Regions from separate parts of the Callithrix jacchus genome. Here region 2 is linked to region 1. The links are chromatin contacts, called in public Hi-C maps. All regions are on one chromosome and are shown on one strand. Each heading gives the region's core, a stretch centred on a gene start, on an enhancer-like site or on the middle of the called end of the contact. The rest is flanking DNA. Distances are from core to core; before and after follow the strand shown. Region 1 overlaps SEPTIN9 (septin 9). Region 2 overlaps SEPTIN9 (septin 9).

Region 1 (3,768 bases), core at 966-3,465:
TGGGAGATCTGGGGTAGCTGAACCACCCTGTAGGCTTTGGGTGTTCTGAGGTGACCTATGGGCCGTGGGGATGCTAAGAGTGTCACACCCTAAGTGCCTTGGGCCCTGGTCTGTTGGTTGCCACTATGTGTATATTGGGGAGGTCCCTGAGAGGCCTAAGAGAGGGAGGCCCATTCCGGTGGCTTCTCTGCAGGACATGTGGTCCGATTCCACCGCAGCACCTAGGGCCACATCTTGATATGATGTTGGGACTGGTGGGGCGGGTGTGTGTTGTGTCACTGAGCACACCCAGTTGGGCGCGGGAGGCAGACCTCGGGAGGGGGAAGGGGGGACGGGCAGAAGGCTCGGGTGGTCATGGAACTGCATCTTATCTGTTTGAGCTCATGGGCACAGGCCCACTGAAACGGGTGGGTGTGGGGCCTAGTGTCCTGCTCTCAGCCCAGCAGGAGCTGCAGGACAGGGAGTGCTGGGAGAGGCCTTCCCCAGGGCTGCACAGTGGAGCAGTCTTCAGAGTGGCCACTCCACCAGGCAGCCTGGGCAGTCCCCTGCCTCCTCGACCACCAGCCCGGGAGGACGTCACTCCACCCTCCTGGCTGTCAGGGGCCTCGGGGAGCCTCTGGTTCGGCCTTCATTTTATAGATGAAGGCCCAGATGGGTGACCAGCAGGGGATCTGAGAGCCGGGCAGAGAGGCGTGGGTTGAGGGGGTGCTCTCTGGGGAGGTGGAAGTGGTGGCACCTCCCAGGCTCACTAAACACGGGCTTTTCATGAACTCAACAAAACACTCTTTGAAAGCAGCCAGTGCTGTGCCCCAGAGAGTACTCTGATCCCTGCTGGCCTTGGCTGAGGACAGCACAGCCAGGGGTGAAGTGGGGACCTCCCCTTGGGCTGTGCCTTGAAGAAAGATGCTTTCTGCAAAATCCCATTCAGATGTGTTTTCCTGAAAAAAAAATAAAACAAAACAAAACAAAAAAAACCCCATACATTTTAAAAAACTCAGTTGTAAACTGGCTGCCTTCCGAATGAACACGGGGATCCCCTCGCTGTTTCCCTGACAAGGTTCTCGTCCTGGCCAGACCTGAGAGCTCCCAAGCAGTCCCTGGGGAAGTGAGTTCCCTTCCTGTCCCTGCTGGGTGGCCTTGAGCAAGGCATTTGGCAGCTCTGGGCCGAAGTTCCGTCATCTACAAGGTGAGGGGTGGGAGCAGCCCGGCCCCCAGGCAGCGCCCCCACCTCCTGCGGGCTTCTGAGCATCCTGAGTTTTCTGGGTGCTTCTTCCCTCACTGAGGGGCTCTTCCTCTTTTTGGGGTGTGGCTCTTGCCGCTTTTTCTGGCCACATGGCACTGTGAGAACTGCTCTGATCCCCACGTGCTCTGGCCTGAGGAGGGGCCGTGGGGAGGACTCCATGTCTGTGTGACAGAGGCCACCCTGGCAGACAACGGCCCAGTGACTTCTAGACGTGGCTGTGGGTGCCCCATGCCCCACTGGGCTGGCGTGTGAGGCGTGTCCAGCTCAGGTTGCCCTGCAGCTGCCCAGGAAGGGTTTGTGGGAGGGGGTGGTCCTACCCCAGCGTGTCCATGACTGTCTGCCTAGCCCAGGGAAGCCCCGGGAGCCCTGAGACCTGCCCTCTCGTCCCTCCCCCGGCAGTGTCTGGCTCCGGTCTGGCTTGGGGACTCTCCCGCCCTCCCTGGGGGCTGCGGCCTTCCCCTGGGAAGGTGCTGGAGGGTTTGTCAGGGGGCCGGCGTGAGTCATGGAGCGGTGACTGGCCGCTAAGGCATGGCGGGCCACTCCTTCCAGCCAAGGGTCGGAGGTTTTTTTTTGTTCTGGACCGGGCTTTGTGGCTTTTACAAATTAAGCAGTTTTATCTTGTTCCAAGAGCTTGTATTTCAGCAGGGAGAGAGTCTCCAAGAAGGGAACTTTCCACTGGGGAGCTCTGTGGGGCTGGGAGGCTGGGAACAGGCCATGAGGGTGAGCTGCAGGCAGGGGGCGTGGACGTCTGTGCATGGTGGTGAATGCAAGCCCAGGGTCCTGGGGGGGGCTCTGCCATGCTGTTGCTGGATGTCTCCAGGGCCCACTGATGCAGTGAGGCACAGCGAAGACCCCAGCTCCTCTTAGGGGGGCCCCAGGTCACCAGTGGACAGGGAGCTGAGGCCCCATGAAGGCTAGTGCCTCAGCCCTCACCCCTCCCTCCTGTCCCTTGATCTGCTGTCCCCGATGGCCTCTGCCATTCCCTGGGAGTTCTTACCCCTGGACGCGCAGTGCCTGTCCCATCTCAACCTCTCCAGCTCTGCTTTTCCATCTCCAGGGTGAGAGGCCTGGCCTGATGTGCCCTGCACCCACTTCCTGCTTGGCCCTGTGGGGACTCTGGTCCCTGTAGTGGTTTCCTGAGGCTGCCGTCACCGAGTGCCACAAACTGGGTGGCTCAAAACACCAGACATTTCTTCTCTCACCATTCTGAAGGCCGGAAGTCCAAAATCACAGCATCAGCAGGCTAGTTCCTTCCAGAGGCTCGGAGGGGGAGCCTGCTTCTCACCTCTTGTGGCTTCTGGTGGCTCCCACAACCCTTGGTGTTCCTTGGCTCATGGTCACATCACTGGGTCTCTGCCTCTGTTGTCACGGGGCCTCCTTCTTTGCCCCAAATCTCCCTCTGCCTGTCTCTTAGAAGGACACTCGTTCTTGGATTTAGGGTACACTGGGTAATACAAGATGGTCTCATCTCAAGATCCTTAACATCATAACATCTGCAAAGACTGTTTTTCCAAATAGGCCATGTTCACAGGCTCTGGGTGGACGTAAACTTTAGGGGCCACCTTTCATCCCCTTATTGTCCCCCTGTGTCTGGATGCACAGAATGGTTCCATGTCCCAGACCCCTTGCTGGCCCCCTCTGGCCGTTTGGGGTGGCCGCTGGCCTTTTCCACTCATTCCTGTGCTCCTGGTGGGGTGCCGGGGTGGGTCTCAGCATCTGGGAGAATTCTAGGGGCAGCCTGGAGCTGGCCACTACCCTCCAGGCGTCTTCCCGCCTCCTCGGAGCTCGTGGCTGTGAGGGGTCTCTCCTTGTGGTTTTGATCTACATTTCCCCAGTGGTATCTTCTGGTGTTTATTGCTCATGTGCACATGTTCTTGGAGAAATGTCTGTTCAAGTCCTTCACCCTTTGTTGTTGCTGACTGTTAGGCGATCTGTAGATTAGTATCTGATACTCATCCCGGGTCCGACCTGTGATTTACTGCCATTCCAAGGATCACCTTCTCACCACGCTCTTAGTGCCCTTTGATATGCAAATGCTTTTTCTTTTTTTGAGATGAAGTCTTACTCTGTTGCCCAGGCTGGAGTGTAGTGGCATGATCTCGGCTCACGGCAACCTCTGCCTCCCTGGTTCCAGTGATTCTCCTGCCTCAGCCTCCCAAGTAGTTGGGCTTACGTGCATGCACCACCATGCACAGCTAATTTTTGTATTTTTAGCAGAGACAGGGTTTCACCATGTTGGCCAAGCTGGTCTCGAACTCCTTACCTCAGGTGATCCACCTGCCTCAGCCTCCCAAACCGTTGGGATTACAGGCATGATCCGCTGCGCTGGGCCTGATATGCAAATGTTTTCAATTTTGATGATGTTCCACTTTATCTGTTTGTTCTCCTGTTGCATGTACTTTTGATGCCCTATCCAAGAAATCATTGCCAAATGCAGCGTCATGAGGCTTTCCCCTGCGTTTTCTTCTAAGAGTTTTGTGGTTTTAGCTCTTGAGTTCATGTCTTTGATGCAGGTTGAGTTTATC
Region 2 (3,509 bases), core at 702-3,201, 170 kb after region 1:
GTTTGGGGGACCCTAGTCTCAGGGCAGCTCCTCCCAGGGGCCCAGGGGAGGGAATGGCCTTCCTGCACGTATGTAACCAGCACCGTCCACCTGATCCCTAGGAGATGATTCCGTTCGCTGTGGTGGGCAGTGACCATGAGTACCAGGTCAACGGCAAGAGGATCCTTGGGAGGAAGACCAAGTGGGGCACCATTGAAGGTACTCTCGGCAGGCACCGGGGCCCCGAACAGATGGGAAGACAGTCTCTTCTGCTGGCCCAGAGCCCGTGGGCCAAACCTGAGCCGCTACATTGCTCCACCCAGAGCGGCGGGGGGGTCTCCTTGTCCCCACCCAATCCATAGGACAGGGAGCAGGCGAGTGGCTTGTGCAGGTGCCTCCACTCCAGATCTCCCCCAGGGCAGAGAAAGATTCCGGGAGATGGGAGCTAGGATGGGGGCCCCCAAGTTCTAGGTCCTGGTGCAGGCTCTTTCACAGGCACCTGTGTGGCCCCAGACAAATCACCAACCTTTCTGGGCCTAGAAAAGGTGTGGGCTGTGGCTCTGTGAGCCAGATGGACCCTCGGACCTTTGCCCTGCTGAAGTTTCCGGAATGTGGCTGTTGTAAACAATTAGCATACAAACTAGAGGTATTAAAACAACACAAATGTATTCTCACGGTTCTAGAGGCCAGAAGGCCTGAGGACCAACCTCTTCGGTGCCTTCCTCCTGGTGGCACCACACAGTCCTCCTTGTCTTGTATAGGCATCACACGCTCTAATCTCTGCCCCATTGTTACAAGGCCTTTTTCCCTGTGTCTCTGTCCCCTCCCTTCCTCCGTCCTTTTATTTATTTATTTTTTTTTTGAGATGGGGTCTTGCTGTGTCACCCAGGCCTGGAGTGCAGTGGCCGGATCTTGGCTCACTGCAAACTCCACCTCCCGGTTCCAGTGATTCTCCTGCCTCAGCCTCCTTAGTAGCTGGGATTACAGGCAGGCACCACCACACCTGACTAATTTTTGCCTTTTTAGTAGAGATGGGGTTTCGCCATGTTGGTCAGGCTGGTCTCAAACTCCTGACCTCAGGTCATGCACCCGCCTCAGCCTCCCAAAGTGCTGGGATTACAGGCGTGAGCCACCGCGCCCGGCCTCTTTCCTCCTTGTTCTAAGGATGTCTGTCTTTGGGCTTAGGGCCTCCCCTAAGTGGATGATCCCATCTGGGGATCCTTAATTAATCTTTAAAGAAAGACTGTTTCCAGGTAAGGTCACAGTCATGGGTACCAGAGCCTGGACCTTGACCATATCTTTGAATGGATGGGAGCCCCTGGGAGGCCACAGTTCAACCCACTCCTGGCAGTGGCACCCCAGGAGGGATGGGCCTAAATGTTTCCTTCCTCTTCCTCTCTCTGTCCCTTCCTTTCTCATTAGAATGGAAGAGGGGAAGGTGCAGAGGGAAATGGAGCAGGAAAAGCCACTTTGTTCTGGGAGAGCACATGGCTGAAAGTCCCAGTAGAGGAGGAAGCAGAAGTCTCTTAGTGTTCCAGGGCCTCAGTTTTCATCATCCGCAAAGGGTGCAGTGTGCCAAGATTGCAGAGAGTTGAGAGACTGTCCCAAAGGCCACTAGAGCTTTTCAGGAAACTGTTGCTCTAAGAAAATAGTCATAATGACAGTTACCAGGAGGCGTCGAATGCTCCTGCGCTGCTCACTTCACATGGGTCATCTCATTTATACCTGAAGCTCCCCGCACCAACCCTCCTTGCAGAGAGGTGCAAGAGGTGCAGTGAGCAGAGGGACCTAGAATGGGAGGCAGCTCTAGAATGCACAGCTCCAGGCCTGCACCAGACTCCCTCGAGATGGGAGTTCGTGCCTGGAGGCGGGTGTGGAGAGGCACACCAGTCATTTCCCATCTGCCCTCCTCCCCTGCTGCCACCCCTACCAGGCCCACCCTGTGGGAGCTGCCCAGCTGGGTACAGCTTGGGTGTTTACCAGTATCCACCTGTGGTGTCAGGCTGGCTTGTATCCCTTTGGCCCCTCTGCCTGCATTTCCTCTCTTCCTCTCTGCCCAAATAATTCTTGCTGTTTAGGAACCTTTTTATGAAAGGCAGGATTAGGAGAGCCTGCAGTAGATGGGCTTGGGAGGTGCCGACGGCTTTGCTCTGGGCGTGCTTCTGCTGCACTCTGGTGGCCAACGTTGAGTATTGCAGGCGGCCGGTGCCTGAAACTGGAAATGCACGAGGCTGGGGTCCCTGCAGCTCTCTGACCTGTGCCTTGGGGAGCGCCACTGACTCCAGTTAAGGAACAGTCTGGAACCTGTCAGGACAGTTGTGAGGTGGTGGGGCCCACATTTAAGCAGACTTATATGAGGACCCTGGAAACGTGCCTTCAACGTGGATGGGTTTTTATATCGGGGCTGCCTGAGTTCACAGTTTACCTGATACCGGGCCAGTAAGGGCCCTGGCTCATTCTTGTCTCCCACTTGGTGAAGGGCATCTTTCCTATCCTTAGAAACCACCCCGAGTATTGTCAACAGAAGTGTGGGGTGAAATTAATCAGGCCATGAACTCATTTAATCTTATGTCCCTGAGAAGTAGCTGATGTTATTATCCCCATTTGGATACTGAGGGAATGAGAATAACTTGCCCAAGCCAGGGAGCAGCGATCACACACTCCGACTCCAACTCGAGAGCCCCATTCTTCCTGTCGGCTCTCTCTGCCCTCAGAGTTAGATGAGAGTGGTGGACACTGCTCTGCGCGGGCCATGGCAGGAGGGCAGGGCCCAGGCAAAGGCAACTGGCGTAGAACCAAGAGCACCTGAGGGCAGAAGAGGCAATGTGGAGGCCCTGACCCTGCCTGCTGGCCTGCCAAGTAAAAAACCATAGCGTATATATACACACATATATACATATACACACACATGTACATATACATATATATACACATATACATATATACACATATACATATATGCACACATATATACATATATACACATACACATACATATATGCACACATATATACATAACACACATATACATATACATACACACATATACATATTTATGTACATATATACACATAGATACATATATATATATATATATATACACACACAACGTGTGTGTGTGTGTGTGTGTATATATATATATTTTTTCTTTTTTGGAGACAGTCTCACTCTGCTGCCCAGGCTGGAGTACAGTGGCACCATCTCAGTTCACTGCAACCTCCACTCCCTCCCTTTATTCAGGCGATTCTTCTGTCTCAGCCTCCCGAGTAGCTGGGATTACGGGTGCTTGCCACCATGCTGAGCTAATTTTTTTGTATTTTCAGTAAAGACAGGATTTCACCATTCAAGGCCAGGTTGGTCTTGAATGCCTGACCTCATGATTAACCTGCCTCGGCCTCCCAAAGTGCTGGGATTATAGGTGTGAGCCACCGTGCCCAGCCTAAAACCAGATATTTTTAACTTGGGGAAAATCCACGTGGCTCCCTGATGGAGCAGCCTGGAGCCCAGTGTGTGGGTTCTGAATCCCCCTC

What was found. Hi-C and Micro-C count contacts between places; a contact is called where the count stands out from the background.
Region 2: a Hi-C map of induced pluripotent stem cells shows a contact between it and region 1, with 3 times the contacts expected there. The contact joins two enhancer-like sites. A contact is called at or near these places in 3 of 3 Hi-C or Micro-C datasets (induced pluripotent stem cells and skeletal muscle).

What each region holds. Positions count from the first base shown.
Region 1 is chr5:133,144,201-133,147,968 of calJac240_pri, forward strand. The region is part of intron 2 of SEPTIN9 (septin 9); the gene reads left to right. Among named protein-coding and RNA genes, the nearest start is that of SEPTIN9, 40 kb to the left of the region's middle. Within about 2 kb of position 2,216, at least 3 of the 16 cell types and tissues checked have an H3K27ac peak or open chromatin away from gene starts, as enhancers often do.
Region 2 is chr5:133,312,175-133,315,683 of calJac240_pri, forward strand. SEPTIN9 (septin 9) reads left to right here. Exons shown (of 12, transcript XM_035301885.3): 10 at 102-198. Among named protein-coding and RNA genes, the nearest start is that of SEPTIN9, 210 kb to the left of the region's middle. Within about 2 kb of position 1,952, at least 5 of the 16 cell types and tissues checked have an H3K27ac peak or open chromatin away from gene starts, as enhancers often do.